Linked DNA regions of Anas platyrhynchos: region 1 is linked to region 2. The links are chromatin contacts, called in public Hi-C maps. All regions are on one chromosome and are shown on one strand. The core of a region is the stretch at or near the end of the contact, and the rest is flanking DNA. Distances in the headings are between cores, read along the strand shown.

Evidence for each region. Hi-C and Micro-C count contacts between places; a contact is called where the count stands out from the background.
Region 1: a contact with region 2 is called in a Hi-C map of F1 follicle, with 3 times the contacts expected there. The contact joins the promoter of ETFBKMT here to the enhancer-like site in region 2. A contact is called at or near these places in 4 of 8 Hi-C or Micro-C datasets (F1 follicle, liver, skeletal muscle and 1 more).

What each region holds. Positions count from the first base shown.
Region 1 is chr1:62,875,707-62,878,406 of IASCAAS_PekinDuck_T2T, reverse strand. ETFBKMT (electron transfer flavoprotein subunit beta lysine methyltransferase) reads left to right here and starts at 1,430. Exons shown (of 4, transcript XM_021279197.4): 1 at 1,430-1,732.
Region 2 is chr1:62,598,474-62,601,173 of IASCAAS_PekinDuck_T2T, reverse strand. BICD1 (BICD cargo adaptor 1) reads left to right here. Exons shown (of 9, transcript XM_027471438.3): 3 at 2,161-2,313. Among named protein-coding and RNA genes, the nearest start is that of FGD4, 64 kb to the right of the region's middle. Within about 2 kb of position 1,438, at least 1 of the 8 cell types and tissues checked has an H3K27ac peak or open chromatin away from gene starts, as enhancers often do.

The sequences.
Region 1 (2,700 bases), core at 181-2,680, 280 kb before region 2:
TTCCCTTGGGTTTAACCTTTGTATCTGCAACGTCTCATGAGTCATGGGTTCCTTAACATGAAGGCAGCTCTTCTCTGTCTTCCCTTTTTCCCCATTCTCAGACACTTCCACTTGTTTTTGTTGTTAATTGGTTCAGACAAGATTTCCCCAGGGTCCTAGGCAGTTTTATCATCAGCCCGTAATCCACTAATTCCCTTGGACGCACAGGACTCCCTTTTGTGTTATGCTACAACTGCCTCTTTGAACGAGTTGCGCTCCTCCACCATCTATCAGATCAATGTTTTGTTGTGATTAAAGTTGTCCTTGTCCTCAGAGCAAATTCCAGCACAGTTACGTTAGCTGGCTGCAAACTGCATCAAGCGTTTGATCAGCAGAAATTCTCAAGATGCTACTATCTAACTAAAGCAAAAAGCCTTAGGAAATGAAACACTTTTTTTTCTCACAGGGATGGGTGGTGATCCTTTCCTGACATAATCAACAAGAGCACATCCTGAAAGTCTAAGTGGTTTACCCAGACTTTTGCAAGAGGGCTGGCAGCTATCATCGGTATCAGAGCCTTTTAACGTCACACTTGGAGTCTGGAAGGGTTTTTTTTAACTGCCTCAGTGGGGTGCTGCTCTGTATTAGAGAGCAGTGACCTCACTGAGGTTCAAATAGCTACTGAGCAATACCATGTACTGGGAGTTCAGAAGAACTAGGCCTGAGAAGTTACTTCTTAAAATGCCTGGAGACTGACGATCAAAGTGAACAGGCTTTCCTGTGAGGTTTCTCTGAGAACCTTCTGAGAGCATCAGCAGTATTTTGCAAGTCTCTTCTCAGCCATAAAATAAAATGTACAAGGCAGAGATGTATTATGTGATAAAGTCATTATCACACCTTAATAAGGCACCCTGAGCTGATGTTGGTAGTCACTCTTCTATTACAGTACTGAGCTCTTTATTTCAGCAAGAACTGCTGAAAGATTCAAGACCTTTGAAACCTCACAGTTCACCCTAAGGCCTCCAAGAAATAATGTCCTTCCTGCACCTAGGCCATGCTTTGATATCAAAGCCTATAAAAGATGAGGGGTGACTCCTGCTTTACAGCCACATGCGGACAAGTAAAAGACACGCAAACATCCCTACAGCTCAACACGCTGGTGGACTTCAGCCCCCTTCATGTGGTGAGCAGACACCAGCCTCTGGATGGGCCCTGGCCTTCTCCTGCTGCATCCTGGCCTCTTGGCAGCCCAGCACGGTGGGGCCACCTTCCTTGGGCACTCATGGAAGACTAAATAATTTTAAGGCCTTGCTTTGCACCCTGGAGAGCACATTTCATGTGTATGGAGCCAGCAGGTCACTAGATGGCCTCATAACCCAGGCGATCGGGCAGATCCAGGTTTCGCTTGTGTGATCTGCTCTTAACCCGGCACCTGCAGAGCTGCAGGGCTGGCAGCATCACCTCAGGCACGGCTCAGGAGCCATTTACAGAACGCAGCATGTGAAATTTGGGACACTTTGTGCCACGGGGAAGCTAGAAAAGCCTTGTTTGCTGTTCTTGTCAGAAGCTGCTTCTATTCCCCACTGGGGCCTCTTGTGTCCCTTAGCTGGATCCAGCCAGGACATCAACGAAGCAAAGGCAGCCCCTGTGGGAAGGCTTCTGTGGTGTTGTGGCACCCAACCACCCAGTGGGGAACCCAGAAATTCTCCTGGTGTGTGTGGGATCGTGGCTGGGGAAAGAGGAGCAAGATGAGGTATGAGGGTTTGATTGCATGCTGTAGTCACTGCCTGGTGAAAACATGCTTTATTGCCTAAATATATATATATTTAAAGGGAATGAAGGAAACAGAACCATTCATAAGTTGTCGGGTGCTTGTCCAGAGCAGAGCAGCTTGAGGGGAGGCCTCATGGCACCTGCAGCTCCCTCACGAGGGAAGCGGAGGGGCAGGTGCTGAGCTCTGCTCTCTGGGGACAGCGACAGGACCCGAGGGGACGGCATGGAGCTGGGACAGGGGAGGGTCAGGCTGGCGGTTAGGGAAAGGTTCTGCACCCACAGGGTGCTCGGGCACCGGGACAGGAGCGATTTAAGCCGCCCTCCCTCATGCCCCTGCTGTGACGTTTGGGGTGAAAGAGAAGCGAGGGCGCCCTCAGCGCAGCAGCCATGTTGCCGACTTGAGGGACAGCGGCTGCTCGTGTCGGCACGTATCGCGACACAGGACACCGGCAAGCCGGGAGCCGAGCCCCCCAGCGCCGAGCCCTCTCCCCGTGCTGCCGCTTTAAGGGCGGGCGGCACAGCACAGCACAGCCCAGCACGGCCCGGCCCGGCCCCGGCGCGGCGCAGCGGGGCGGAGCGGCGCAGCGCGGCGGCAGCAGGTAGGTGGCGGCCGGCAGCGCCCCGCGACAGGCCCCGGCCCCGCCTCGCCCCGCCGCGGGGGGGCGGCCCTGTCGCGGCCTTGTCGCGACTGAACCTCGGCCTGTCGGGCGCGGTAGCGTGCTGTGCATCAAATTAACGTGCAGCAATTAGCGGGGGATTACGCGGCTCGGCCTGGCCGGGGAATGTCGCGTGGGTTAATTACCCGCGGTAATCGCCTGGGCTCTGCCCAGTGGCGTTCTCAGGCGTGGAGAAGCAAAGCGTTGTCACAGGTGTTTGTAATGAAAATACTGAGCCTGCAGCCAGCGATTAAAGCCAGGGTTTGGCAAGCTGAATAGCAGGTGTTGGGTG
Region 2 (2,700 bases), core at 189-2,688:
CAACAGCAGGCTTTTGCCCCGTAATGTCAAAGCACTCACTGCCTTTCGTACAAAACGGTGAAAGCAACTGAGCACTTCACAGCTGGGAATCTGCCAGTGTAATGCAGACAGAAGGAGAGATCTCGTAGCAGGGAAAATGATCACAGAATCATTAAGGTTGGAAAAGATCTCCAAGATCATCTGGTCCAACCATCCCCTACCACCGTTATTACCCACTAATCCATGTCTGCTTTTTCCACCATAAAATGCACTTTCCGTTAGAGAATATTTCATTGTCTTTTCAAAGTAAGATGAGTTTTTGTCCCCTGTGACAGAACAATGCTGCAGGCAGAGCTAAGGGCAGGCAGGCAGGCAAGGAAAGGATGCTCTGACCAGCAACTCTCCTCTTCTATCCTTTTGAAGAGGCCTTCCTTTTGAGGACTGAATTTGATGGCAAACACCAGGGAACTGCAGAATACCTTGTTTATACCTAACATGGCGGAGCTGTGCATTCAGTGTTGCCCACCACCAGCCTCAGTCCTGCCCATGTCCCCACACCTAAAAGCATAAGTAAACACTACTGCTGAAGATGTGCTGACAGAAACAACATATATGAAAACAGCTCTGTGGTATAAAAAGCCTTTACCTTGTGAAATAAGCTGTGGTGCCATTTCTACAGTTCATTCATGAATTTACTAGAAAGTGAGGGATGCAAGAATATTTGCAAAGAGTTACTTTTATCTCATGCTCTGTCACTCTTTTGCCACTGGGGATCTTTTAAACCAAAGGCATGTTTCTAGTTAAGAAATCACATTGATTATTTTTTCTTACACAGCTGCCAGAGTGGGGATGATGATTTTTTTTTATTTTTCTTTAACAAAAAGGCTTCATTTTAAAGAGTCACCTTAATAACTCTTTTTTGTTTCATGTTTTGTAGTGTTATTTCCCAGAATTTTATTACCATTTATTTAAGCTAGATGCTAAGCAAAACTCTGTTTATCATGAATTCAGACCATATGGGTTTATCTCTAAGTACTAGAGGGTCAGCTGCAGAGATGGATATATTCAGAGCTCACTGACTACAATTTCTGCTGTAATGATTTTTTAAACATTCCACACTTTCAGGTGGATATAAGGCTGCATATATTGCCCTCCCTCCACACAGAAACCTTTTAAAGAAACCTGTTACTGCTTCCCCCACGTGTTCTTTATTGCACCCCAGCAGAGAGGAGGCCCTGCCCCATCATTAGAGACCCAGCAGTATTTCCCTCCAGGAGCCCTGCAGCGGTGCTCAGTTACTGCTGGAAGCAGGAGAAAGCTGTGACCGATTACACCTGTTTCTATTGATCAGGAAAATCCAGGCTGCTCATCACAGCAGAGGGGCACATTGCTCCTACTTGCTGTGTCAGTCACTGTTCTCCTCCAGCTGTGTTAACTCCACCTTCCCACAGTGCTTTCTTATCAGGGTTGTGTCAGCAGATTCAGGGGGCTTTCCAGAACATCCTGACCCTTGATGTAAAAAACACTCAGGCTTGGAATCTGTTGGAAGTGATTTTTGGTGCAACCAATCCCTCATGACCTCTCGTGAGGCTGTCCAGGAACCACATTTGCTAATGGGAAAATGAAAGTGGTGACCTTGTTTGTTCCCAGGCCCTGCAAGTAAAGTCCTGCCCTACACACCAAGGCTTTTGTCAGTTTTGGACAATTGCTTTTCAGCAGGCTGCATGGCAACTCCCCCACCTGCCCATGCTGCTGATACGAGCGAGCGAGTAACAGATGTCTCTGCAGAATAGATGCTGTAATTCACTGCTTTGCTGTATGAATGTAGAGAGCATCTTTTGGTGGAAAACAGGTGGTAATTTTATTTAGATCCAACTGTATCACTGAGCAATAAAACTAATGAGATGATAAAGCCCTGCTAGGCTTCCCATTTCAATAAACATCTAATCTTGAAATTGTTTTAATCAAGCTTCCTTATCAGATGTTCTCATTACTGTGCTGCCGGCACACACCTGAAGGTATCGCTTTGCCTCAGTTCAAAGGGTGATGCTGTTTTAACTTGGACTCTTAAATCCTTTCTATTTCAGGATTAATTTTTTTGTGTGGCCTTTTCCAAAGGCAGTGTGTATCGTTAAAGGGGCTGTGCACAAATGGTAACGTGCTTGCTTTTTCTCTCACCAGAATAATGAAATGGTAGAACTGCAGAGGATACGAATGAAAGATGAAATTCGAGAGTACAAATTTCGAGAGGCGAGGCTCCTGCAGGACTACACTGAACTTGAAGAAGAAAATATCACTTTGCAGAAGCTGGTGTCCACTCTGAAACAGAACCAAGTAAGCACTGGGAGACTCTAGGTGCTGTGCTGGAAAATGACGGCATTTTCTCAGGTTTCCATGATGTGATCAAGCAGAACACTTCGATAGAAGTTTCTTTGTGTGTGTATATGTATTGGTATTTTTTTAGTTGGATTTTTGCTAGATGTTTATTCTGTAACAGTGTTATTGGCCGTTTTTTACATAAGGGGTGGCCCTTACCTCAGTTTTGGGAAAATCCTGACGGACTATTTCTGCACATAACTTTGTAATAGTGGGATAATGATTACCATATCCATGATTGCATCTTTTCCCTTTCTGTGTTTCCTCCCCTCCCTCCCTGCACACTGACCTCCATGCCGAGCAGCAGGAGCAGGTCAGCCCTCCGTTTCCTCTTGCTTTGTTTCC